Regions from separate parts of the Dromaius novaehollandiae genome. Here region 2 is linked to region 1. Evidence: chromatin contacts called from public Hi-C data. All regions are on one chromosome and are shown on one strand. The core of a region is the stretch at or near the end of the contact, and the rest is flanking DNA. Distances in the headings are between cores, read along the strand shown.

Region 1 (6,365 bases), core at 428-2,927:
TAGAGATCGTGAAACAGCAGCAAGAAGAAAACATGCCAAGATACAAAACAAAACCAAAGGCTACTGTGTGGCACACACATGTAAGGTAGGTTGTAAAGTGAAAAAAAAAACAAATGCACTTACTCAGCATTAAATCCATTCACATGCAAGATCCTCATCTGTTTGACTATTGTGCTTTTACCGGATTCACCAGCACCTAGAAAATGAAAGTAAATCAATTTCAGAAGGAAGCATGACTGATGAAGGGACATGCTAGAGTTTTTTCTTCAGGGTAAAATCCAGAAAGCTGATTTCCTCAGCGCAAGAGTGAAAAGTGAAAGAAAAAGAAATAATTGTCACTGGAAACTTCAGTTGGAGCTAAAAATAAATGCCCAGCTCAAGTCATGTGTCAGATCTGAATCTTGGATCATTTCACTGTCCATTTTTCCAGTGTCAACGTTAAAAGCAGACTGCAAGGCTTGGAAGAAAAAAGGACAACTTAAATATTTTATAGAGGACAAGATAGGGAATAACAGAATCTGCTTATGTTGTCACCACTTTCTGGTGCAGAGAAAGCCTAAACGGAGTCCATATTAAGTAGAAGCATTTTTGCTAGATCCTTAAAACATTTGAAGTTTGCCTGCAGTTATCATCACCCAGTCAAAAGACTGCAACTTAAATGACATGAAGTAAAATATATGGATACCAGCCTCGGAGAAAGGCAGGCAACCCCTTCAAGCCTCCACCCACAAAGCTCCCAAAGCCTGTTTCTCTAATTCGTGCCTGGGCGCAACCTCCCATCCTCTCCACATGGTCCAACCCAATCACGCACCCAACGAGATGCAGAGACCACCTCTTGCGGCCGCATGCTCCAAACAGCCCCCCGCCGCTCTCCCCCCAGCCTCTCCTGTACCAAAAGCACAAAACAAATGAACGGCTAAAACCCCTCCACTTTACTCAAGTTTCCACAAGCAGACGGACTCTATTTCTGCGTGCTGTACTGCAGGGACCCTGCACGGGGCCACCCATCTGCCTGTAGTACCCATTTTCCACGCATGCTAAAAAGGCTTGAACAACAGCATTTAATTGAGCTGCTCCACGCTGCCAGATCAGGAGCTTTCTATATAAAGCAAACATTTTTTTTTTTTTTTTTTTGCAAGAGCTGTATCATAGCATGGGAAAACCTAGGAAGATTCGCTTCAGCATCTCCCGGCTACTCGCTTATTCCTCTCATTAGACTGTGTTTCAGCAAGAGAAAATGTATGTGTGTGGCAGATCGGGCAGCGAGGTACAGCCTGTATTTATAGGATGCCAGGCCTCTCCTAGCACACACTGACAGCACCAGCCTCCATTTTGAGCCTCGTGTGCAAAACTATATTTTAGCAGGAATATTTCAAAGTTTGCTTTCTGACAGCCATGCTCTCCTCTGCTTTCCCCCTTCCCCTCCTTCTCCCTCACAAATTCCTCGCAGTCCTGTTCTTCTCTCCAGAAAACCTGTTTGCATGTTTTGCTGCCTTAACACCAGGCCTTTTTCGCTCCTTTTTGTTGACAGATGTTTGCAAGCACAGAAAGCGCAGTTTTTATCTACAACTCTGCATGCAAGCACCATTTCCCTCCTAACCTGCTACGTTATAATGTACACACCGCGTCTCGTCTCGTCTCGTCCCCTCCCCTCCGGCACACTGCACCATGCGAGAGCGACAGGCAGCAACACCAATCGAGCGCACGAACACCTCCAGCTGAGCCAGAGACGGGGTCCTCTCACAACCCACAATTATCCAGCAACAGTAGTATATGCTAAACTAGGATACTTTCTTTCAGAGTAACAATGACATTTCAGCTGCAATGCTAAATTATATCTTATAAATAAAAGCACTGGAAGCCAAAATCTTTACTTAGTCCAAAACCAGGGGGATTTGTTGTTGCTTCTACTAGAAACGTATACAGTTTGGCATGGACACACGCGGGTGCTCTGGATCTGATACAGCATCAGCGAACCAAAATTAAGTATTATATACAAATTTCAGAACAAGTCTATTTCTATATCTGGCCACCCGTTAGGGCCCTGCTCTTACGGACAATTATGCATACATTTAGCTTCACCACCAAGGATAGTTCCATCAGTTTCGGTGAGACTACTCACAGCAGCAAAGGGAAGCAGGAATACGATAATTAGAGCGGGGCCTACAAACAGTATTGCAGATCTGTCAGAAAATTATTTAGCTGCTCTTGTTATTTGAATATGATGTGGAAATATTAATACTTGCTATTTCCAAAGCACTTGCTTTTTATTTCACGGGTTTTATAAAGTAAGTACACATAACATAACAATAGAGGCATGAGGTTTTTTATTTTTCACCATTAAGTTTATGTTCTGGATTTTCTGCAGAGCAAGACAGCTCCTGTTAGAAACCACAGCACTACAACTATCACATGCAAACATGCACACGGAGACGGCCTTACAGCCATCATTAAATACCCACAATTTTTATTTATGAGTATCTGAACTAATCTGCAGTTACCAAAACTAAAAAAAGAAAGAAAAAAAAAAGAAAGCCCACTTAAAACCACCAGCTTTCTGTTTTTGAAATTCCACCTCTTAATAAAATAAGCAATCTGACGGTATATAATGTCCATGTGTATACACAGCGTTTAGCCTGAAATCTGGTAGGCCAATTTCCCCAAGAGCTGAAATCCAAGTTGTTCTCTCAGATCTCTGCTGGAAGAGTGGAAGACTTTTCACTGCTGCAAGTATTGCTACAGCCCTAGTTATTTCTCCATTTACGTTAAGCCTCTTTCTTAAATTAGCACTTAGAAGATTTTACCAGGAAGAGCACGCTTCTAAATCCACACCCTTTAACACCCCTTTTTTTAAAAAAAATTACTGTTGTTTCACACCAAGACCGGGTCCGATCGCTGAGGCCTAACCTCCCTTCCACAACAAAAATCCCGCATGACGCTCACAAGCAGAGCCCCTCAGAGACACCAAAACAGCTAAGGGCTCCTAAGTGCACGTTATTTAAAATCTATTTCAATTTTTTTTTTAAATAATCAGTCTGACAAGCGTTTTCTTGCTCGCTCTTTGATGATAATTTTTGGACCTTCCCCTTCCTTTACACCATAATCCGCGTTTCTCAATGTACCTAGTGGGCGACGCGACACGTGCGGGTCGCCCAAATGCCCCGTTAAAACAGCGCAAGGACCGAGCCGCCCGCGCCCCCCCCCCCCCCCCCCCCGCTGCGCCCGTCCGCGGAGCCGCACGGCCGAGCGCGGCCGCGGCAGGCGGAGGGGCCCGGGCCCGCGCCGCCCCGCTCCGCTCCCGGCGCTCACGGCCGCGGCCCCCCGGCAGCACCGGCGTCCCCCGCGCTTCCCCCGCCGAGTCCCCGCTTCCTCCCGCCGCCTCTCCCGGGATCCCACCCGCGACGGGGGGGCCGGGCCCGGCGCTGCCCCCCGCTCGCCGCAGGCCCGCGGCACTGCCCTGCCCTGCTCGCCCGGCGCGGCCCTCCCGCGCCCCCCGGCAGCGCCGAGCATCCCCGGCCCGAGCCCTCCCGGCGCGCCGCGGCCCTGCCCCCGGGCCTCCCCGGGGCGGCGGAAGGGGGCGGCGGGGCCGCTTCCCGTGCTCGCAGCCCCGCGGCGGGCGGCAGCGCGGCGGCTCGGCCCCGGCCGCCCCCCGCGCCGGGCAGCGGCGCCGCCGGCCGGGCCCTGCGGATCCGCTTCCCCGGCCCCACCTCTGCCGCGGGCCTCCCCGCGCCCGCGCCGCCTCCCCCGCTCCAGCCCCCGCCGGGGGCAGCCGCGGCCCCCCGCCCCGCCGCCCGCGGCCCCCTTACCCAGCAAGAGGAGCCGGTGCGTGGCCCTATAGACCTGCTTGTCCTTCTGCAGCTGCTTCTCGATCTTCTTGTTGGCCTCGCGCTGCGCCTTCTCCTCGTTGCGCTGATCCTCCGTCTTGCTGTTGCCTAAACAGCCCATCTTGGGCAGGGGGAGGCAGGGGACGCGGGGCGCGGGGACGGCGGGCGGCTGCCGGGGGGAGGGAGGCAGGGAGGCAGGGAGGCACTCTCCCGGGCTCCCTTCTTCTTCCTCCTCCTCCTCCTCCTCCCCCCTTACTCGCTGCTGTGGCTGCCGCTGCCCAGAGCCAGAGACATGGAGAGCGCCGAGCCCGGAGCCAGCCAAGGGGGGGCCGATGGCGATGACTTTGCTGCTGCTGCTCCGCCGGCCGGGCCTCCTCCCCGGCAGCTGCAGCTGCTCCCCGCCCCCCCGCCCAGGCCGCGCCGATCCCCTCAGTGCACCTTCCCCGGGGGGGCTCGGCTGGGCGCCGCCGGAGCCGCGCGCGGGGCTCTCCGCGCCCCCGGCCGCGCCGCCGGCTCCTCTAGGCGGAAAAGAAATCCCCCCCCCCGCGCGGCGCGCACAGGAAAGCGGCCAGCTCCGGTGCCCCCCCCGGCGCAGGAATAATCCGCTGGGGCTCCAAGGCGCGGGCTGCGGGCGCGGACGCCTCCCCGGGTCCTCGGCCGCGAGGCTCTGCAAATGTCTCTTCCTCGCGCTCCCCCCGCGCCGGAGGGCTGGAGCGCCGGGGGGCCGAGCCCAGCCCCGGCTCGCCGCCGCAGCGCGAGTCCCTTTTCCTCCCCGGCCGCCGGGCTCTCCTCGCCTTCGCTCGCTCTCCGGCCGCCGCTGGCTCTTCCTCCCTAATGGTGGGGGTTTTTCCAATCCGAGCCCCCCCCTTTTTTTTTCCTCGCTGCTGCTTTTTCACATTAGGTTTCCAGGCTGCTGAATCCTCTTGGCTTCTCCAGCAAACAGTGGGGGCGGGGGGGGGAGAAGAAGAAGAAAAAAAAGCCCGGTCGCTCTCTCCCCCCGAGCAAACGCTGTCCCCTCACTGGAGGGTTTTCTCCTGTCTTATTTTTCCTGCTCGCTCTCGCATTTCTCCTGGCTTTTTTTCCCTTCCCCCTATGGAGCTCTATAGAGGAGGCAGAGCGGCGGGGTGGGGCAAGCAGGCCCACACTGAACCCTGGGAGCGGAACCGCTCACATGACGGCGCGCGTCAGCCCGCGCCGCCGCCGGCGCCCTCTTCGAACCGGCCCCGCGGGCCGCGCCGCGCCGCGCCGCCGGGCGGGACCCAGCCACGGCCCGGCCCGGGGCCGCCGCGCCCCACTCGCCCCCCGCCCCGCCGCTGCCGCCGCCCGGCCCGGCCCGGCCCGGCCCGCGGTGCGAGGCGCCTCTCGGGCTCCCTCCCTACCTTTACAGCACGGCGTATTAGGCCCGGGCCCTTTAAACCGTTGGGTATAGCGGCCTTTTGGAAGGGCTTTTCGTGATCGAAGCCCTCGAGAAAACAGAGAAGTGACTGCACCAAGTACTTCTGTTTGCATGCGTGTGTATGCGTTTTCTCACTTGATGAAGTTCGAATCTCCACGTAGTTACTAAAGAATAAGCCTGCAGAGCCTGATGCACATGCATGAATTGCACCAACCTGGATAATTCCAGGCAAATACATTTCCCTGCGTGTTCAGCAGCTCCCTCTTGCCCAGCTTGACCCGCGGAGGTTCTGGGCACGGACAAACCCCCGGGGCGCCCCTTCGGGGCTGGGGTCAGGCACAGGTGTAGGGCAGCCTCACACAAGTAAAACCTATAAACCTAGATGAGGTATGAGGGAGCACACCTTGGTGCATGCCAGTGCTGCTGCATACGCTTTCACTAACCACCGAGTTTCGTTTCATTCTCTAAATTACTTCTGAAAGCCTCATTATATAGATACGTACTAATTTTCAGGCACAAGTATATTGGCTACACTCGGAAAACAAAGATTAGTGCTTCACTCCCTCCTTTTGTAAAACCCGGATCCCTCAAATGTGCAAATATTTTTTCCTCCAATCCCCTGGACAGAATTTATAAGCTGTGGCTTCTGTGGACTCCATAGAAGGAGAGCACTCCGGTTACAGACTGCAACTCAAAAGGTCTGGCCCAAAGAAGGCTTTGGAGGTTTGTTCTCTGTTATCCAATAAAAACTGTCACTACAACAAATCCTGACACTATACGCTCCTTTGATTAATTTACACACAAAACTTCAGTGTCTGAACAAGAATACTTAAATATTTGAAGGTTGAGGCTCCGTTTTAACAGTCCATCATATCATTCTCTCCTTGCATCAGCAAAAATCTACACACAAAATTATACTAACGAAATGCTAAACAGAAGGAAACCCAAAGATATTGGCATGAAAAGCTGGTGTTCCCCAATAATAATAATGATGTCCAAACTAACATGAGTTCCAAACTGACACCAGAAAATCAGCAAATATCAATGATCATCCTACAGAAAAGAACAAGGCTGGTAATGAAAAATATTTTTCCTTCCAAAAAGTACTTAATTAGTGAGGATTGCTTATTTGTTAAAATACCATT
Region 2 (6,053 bases), core at 3,128-5,627, 84 kb before region 1:
CACTTTAAAAAGGGCTTGAGACATATTAAAAACAGTTTTACTTTTTGCACAAACATACAGAAAGGGATTCAATCTTTCAATTGATCAACTGCAAAATTACTTGTGGTGTTTGAAAGGAGAAGGAATAGTAGAAACACCATCTAGTCTGATGCATCTAAAATAAGGTGCAATAGTGGGAGGAATGAGAATTCGGAAAAGATCAATACACTATGTTCAGAGACTTCTAAATCACCATCGGTCAAGACCAAAATCTTTCTAAGTATATGATTTATCAAGTTAATGAAACTAATAATCAAATGAAATCAGAATCAAGGCCAATTGAAAATAAATACAAACTCATCATCAGTAATTTTTATTTTTAGTTATGCTCTACCCAAAACATAAGTTAGGCCATTTAAGTACTACTTTGCCTGCTGAATTCCCTGCTGTTACGGATTGTTCTAAGTCTACTGGAGATATGCCCACCTATGTCAACAGTGAATTTCACAGGCAGAAAGAAAAGTCACCTTGGTGAAATAGTTCAAATAAAACCGTCAAACCACAAAAACAAATTTTATACTGAGAACAAGTCTTGCACCGAGTTACAAAGTCAGTTAACAACTTCTGTAAAATTTTCCCAGAGATTATATGAGAAAGCTATTTTCCAGAAAGCAAACCATTCATTCAGCATCACTGCCAATTCTCACTTAGGGCCAGATTCTGGACATGACTAAATAACAGGAGCAGTTATTGCTCTGCAAAATACTGTCACCAAGTATACGGCATTTTTGCCTGTGTTATAAAAAAGGGCACTGCTAGGATGCATGTTAAAAAGAAGAAGGTTTTAGGTCCTTTGTAGCCAGCAAAACTTGAGAAGCAGCATCCCCAGGACAGCAGCAGATGTGTCCCTGCGATATTAAAATGCAAGGTATGAATAAAAAAATAAGATTTGAAATAAAATCATACTTTATTTTCAGGGCCCCTTCCTCAACTCAGGGAAGGAAAAACACATGTGAAATGTTTTACACAGATCTTTATGAAGTATCAAGTATCTTTAATTTTTTAGGGGGTGCACTCAGAAGGCAGACCTCATATGGACACATACACAAAAGCTCTCTTTTACTCCTACTAGGACGAAGTAATTAAGTCGTACACATATTCCCCTTCCTTCCCAAATTTTTAACAAGCCTATTACCATGTCCCAATTTTCAGATCAAGACATATGCAAATTGTCAATTCTTTCAGAAGTTTAAGAGTTCATACAGAGAGAATTAAATTCTTATATTGATAAATTCACATTTGGGGGGAGTTTAGTGAACCAACAGTGATGCTACAAGACTAAGAACTACAGTCTCCACTCATTTTTTTCCCACTGAAAAGGTACATAACAGATGAAAACCCCCAGCTCAGGAAACAACATAACTTCACCATTTTGAGAAGAACTGGACACCGCCACCACCAGAAAAAGACTGCCACTTCCATTATTACTTTCCCTGCTAAAGAAATGGGGTAACTTGCCAGGCTTTTTAACTGTAGTCATTGTGATCTGATGAAATGGTTGACAGGCAGGAAAAATTTTTGCTCTCTCTCAAGAGCAGCTTTTGTTTTGAATCTGGGATAACACTGGAAAGGTTTCTTCAAACAGACAACACATCTATACTTGAAGAGTTTTATTTCCATCAGATTTTCTTTTTCTGTCAAGCCATAACCTGAATTTGTATGCAAAAAGCCTCTCATAATGACATATTAAGACCTCATCTTTAGTATCAGTACGACACTGCATGTCAAGCCATTAAAATTTTCAGTCCCAATTCTAAATAAAACATTTATTAAAATTTCCCTCACCAGTAGTGCTGGAACTCTGTATCAGTGAAGTTTCTTCCCTCCGAAAGCCTCGAGGTATTTTACAGACAGTAAATCATGCTCGCAGCTCCTGCCTCCCTTCATTCATGCTGCATTTCCTGTCTCTACCATCACATCCTGAAACGCACACCTCACTTTAACCCTATTTTAAAGGTAGGAAAATCAAGGCACACAAGGAGTAAATTAATTGCCCAATGTCCCTTGAGTCAGTAGAAATGGAATTTTCATTTCCTCTGAGTCATGTGCTTTATCAAGATATTACTGAGAAGTCAGCGCGGCTGTATTCACCCTGATCACCTTTAAAGCAGCCCTCACAATTCAGGCTTCTATGTCTGAAAATAAATTAATTTTTTGTTTACTGATCTTCCTAGAGAACAAATTGTGCAAATGTCCAGCAGATTTATTTATTTATTTATAGACGATCGGGGACTACAAAACTGGGCTGAAAGCTCCCTAAAGTAGTTTTAAGCTGAAATTTAACTCAGCATTAATACTGTTTATAAACAACAATGCAATTCTTTTATTTCTCAGAACAGATCATGCTTTACTTCTACTTTACTCCCTTTTTAGTCCATGCCATAATCTTTAATGTTATTCAGAAACAGCTCTCTAAAGAGCAAAACAGTTAACTATTTGCTAAATTGTTTCTTCATCTACTTTATCTATGCTGAAGCTACAAAGTCACAGATAGAAGCGCAGAAATCTAACAGTCTCTTTAAAGGGGTATTCAAGCTGAGAAATACATGATGCATGTCCTGTAACTTTAATGCAATTAAAAAAAAAAAGAAAGGTAACACAGAAGAGGTTTCCAAACCCTGAAAAGTCAGGTCCGTTGTATAGTGTCCAAACCATGGCTTCCCATGCAGGTCAATATGCTGACAACAAATCCAGGGCACAGGGTTTATTTTCAGTTGCGAGCATGCACGTACACGTCGACCGTCCCTCAATTCTGCCTGTTTCTGCTATTCTTGGGAGCAAGCAGCAGACTGAGGAGAGAGAGAATCCTCCTCCTTAAACTGCTGATAAAGATTTATTTTGTATTCCAACTAGTTTATTTTTTAAGGGAAGCAGAAAAGCAGGCAAAGTTACAGGAACAATGCAACCAAATAAGCAAACATTCGATCTGCTAGTATTTATGGCATGGTGCAAACAAGGCAGTATATGAATCCAAGCTTGTCATGTATTTTCTCAAAATGCAGTAAAAAAATAAAAGGATGTGGGTAGAGTTTTTGATTTGTTTTTAAAAGATACGCTTACATTTTCTATCATTTGCAAAGCTGGGATTTTTACTGTTCAAGTGGTGATAGATGATGTGCTACAAATGTTACCAGATAATTAAAAATACTCAAAAAAACACAGCTCTTTTTTCCTAAACCAAACTAGATAAGGAAAGAAAAAAAATTATCATAACCTTTGCAGTTACTTTAATTACTTCACAAAGAAAATTATGATAGAAAATACCTTTAGAGAAAGGCACATACAGACAGTATGTAACAAATATTCTTGGTATAAGTATGAGCACTGTATTGCACGTAAAAACACCTCGCATATGTTGCTCCTGTAATGAAATCCTGCAAGTCAGTTCTCAGACATATAAGACAATCATTCAAAAACAGTTATGTTGGAGATGAACTTTAGTAAGTAGTATAAAACTCGAACAGAAATAAACTAAAAGACAACTATTTAGAAAACCTCCCCAAGAAGTTGGAAATATTTCTTAATTCCCAGTTGCAAGTCAACTGGCTATTATGATTTCCTTCTAGAGGGAAAGTCGCACAAAAGGAGATTTTTAAAAACCTAAAGCTCAGAATTTAGTTATATGTAATCTCAATGGGTACCTATCACAGAAAGTGATTTTGAGAGCGGCCTCAGCTCTAATTACGGGCGAACCTCGGAGCATTCCAGCCACTTGGAGGCGGAGGGGCACCATTGGTCTAATTTTGAAGCAAATAATGAGAAAGCTGAAAAGTATGACTCCATATATTTGGAATCATCTTGTGGTAATCAAGGTTACAGTTCCTTATATGGTGTGGAGTACATGAAGCACACACAAAAAAATAGAATATTAAAACTACGGGGTATAAAGAACTGCAGCTCTTGCAAAAACCCCTAAACGTAACCGACCAACCGCCCAGAAAAGCCCCCTTCTTTTTGTGTTGCCGTGAAATACAAACCTTGCCCTAAAAACAGGGCTGGCTACGCACATTGCTGCCTAAACTGCATAATTAAAAAGTGCAATCCTACAGGAGGCCACGAGACCTGAATGAATTTTAAGCAAAGACAACAGACCGTAACGCAGCCTTTCAAAAACTGCCAGCGACTGAAAAGAGCAAACGGGGAAAAGGTAGGAGAAAAGGAAAAAAATCTATTTAAAGGAATCGTAGTTGTCTCTTTTTTCTCTCTGCCTGTCTAAAGTTAGTCTGGCTTAGAGGATGCACTAACTTTCCCAATCAGTTTTACATTACAGCACAAGTCCAGAAATAGCTCCCAGCCGCCTTGGCCTCTAGCACGGTTGCCATGACAATGGAACCACAGTTCTATAAATAGCTCATCAGCACCAAATCTTGTGAGACACATCTGGAATGGGGCCAGCCCAGCCCCAGCTCGACAAATAAAAATAGGCACAGGCCGTTTCAAAGGCTGGAAAGGTACAATGCATCTCCGCTCGGACGCAGAAACCAGCAGCAGGCAGAGAAACGAGTCTGGCTGCTCGTTAGCACAAGATTTATTTGATAGTAGATGCAGAAAAGTAGAAAAGTTACTTTACTGCGTGCTAAACGTTCAGGCCTTCTCTACTGCCTATCTTTCATTCTTTTCCCCTGGTCTGCGGCAAAACCGTACCGCTTTGGAAACTGTAACAATACAGTGTCTTGCCCACGAGACCATTAAAATCAGGAGAAAGAAAAGAAAAACAATCTTCAAAATTCCCCCTCTAACTATTTCTGTAGATTTTTGGCTTCAACATATTTAAGTGCTTATGCTAGCCTGCGTGACGCCCCGGAGCGGATCCTCAAAGGGCCGGAGCGCTTTGCTCCAGTTAAAATCATTCGCAGGCTCCCCGGTGCCTGCGAGGGTCCGGTCCCGCGCGAGGCTCCTCGCCCGGCTCGGCCCCCTCGCAGGCTGCAGCCGCGCTGCCCCGGCGCTCGCGCGGAGCCCTCGCTCCGACCACGCACCCTCGCGCGGGCCAGAAATAGGGCTGCGGACGACGCGACCAGCACGAAGGGGCCGTGGCTGCAGCTCGCGGCAAACCTGAACTGCGCTTTCAGAGGCGCAAGGCAGAATCAGTAAGTCGCTGCGTGACCCAGCCCACTTCTCGGCAGCTCTGCCTGACAAAACTGCCTTTTAAGCGAGCGTTTTCTTGCACTTAGTGGGTGAGAAAATGTCGTATTTTTAGCACAGACTCTTGATCAACCCATTCAATTACATCCAAATCATCTGTGTGGGAACAGAATGTTATGTCAAAAATGTTATTCAGTGTATTTGTCAATATTACCCAACAGTAGGCATTTGTATAATCAGGAGATTCAATATTTTCAACAGCACAGGAAAGCAACAGTTCAGGAATAAGACTGAAGTTGTAAGACTCAGCTATTTTGCAGACACTGGAAATAGTAGTCAGTGTGATACAACACAACCGACACAGCTCTCAAAATATGAAATCTTAGTAACTCTATCAAAAACCAATAGAGGCTACAGATGGTAATCAAAATACTGCAACTATAATAAGCATTTAAGCCACAGCAAAATATCTTCCGTATGCCATACAGACACGAGTGCATGTATTCAACACAAACTGCACCATCAGCCCACAGGATTCCTTTAGGGCCCTACATGGATATTTTCATTTCTAAAAATTGTGGAGTAAATTCCATCCAGGCTTAAATCTATACGTGAACTTCCCTTCCCTTCCCCCTTCCTTCTACCACATGCAGTTTTGCTCATTGGCCCTTGAAACAATGTATATTTTAGAAAACAGCAATTTTCACAGAAATCTTTTGGAAAGTGTACTTTATAACATGTAATGTAACGTAACTCAGATTTGTTTTCGCAAAAATACTCCAAGTTAGTAGCCCATAACCAACTGCAAGCTTTGATTAGGTTATATTAAAAAAAAGAAAAGAAATACTTGTTTCTTTCTAAGAAAGAAATTATTAGGAGATAGCTCTCTCCCACTCATATAATCTACAAACTTTTTGGCTCTGTACAGGAGA

The links. A called contact is a pair of places that touch in the nucleus more often than the background predicts.
Region 2: a Hi-C map of ovary shows a contact between it and region 1, with 1.9 times the contacts expected there. The contact joins two enhancer-like sites. A contact is called at or near these places in 3 of 4 Hi-C or Micro-C datasets (brain, liver and ovary).

What each region holds. Positions count from the first base shown.
Region 1 is chr16:16,312,868-16,319,232 of bDroNov1.hap1, reverse strand. It overlaps GNAS (GNAS complex locus), which reads right to left. Exons shown (of 12, transcript XM_064521578.1): 2 at 124-196. Among named protein-coding and RNA genes, the nearest start is that of GNAS, 67 kb to the right of the region's middle. Within about 2 kb of position 1,677, at least 2 of the 2 cell types and tissues checked have open chromatin away from gene starts, as enhancers often do.
Region 2 is chr16:16,399,430-16,405,482 of bDroNov1.hap1, reverse strand. The region is part of intron 5 of GNAS (GNAS complex locus); the gene reads right to left. LOC135330131 (a long non-coding RNA gene) reads left to right here. Exons shown (of 2, transcript XR_010391942.1): 2 at 1,360-1,818. Among named protein-coding and RNA genes, the nearest start is that of NELFCD, 26 kb to the left of the region's middle. Within about 2 kb of position 4,377, at least 2 of the 2 cell types and tissues checked have open chromatin away from gene starts, as enhancers often do.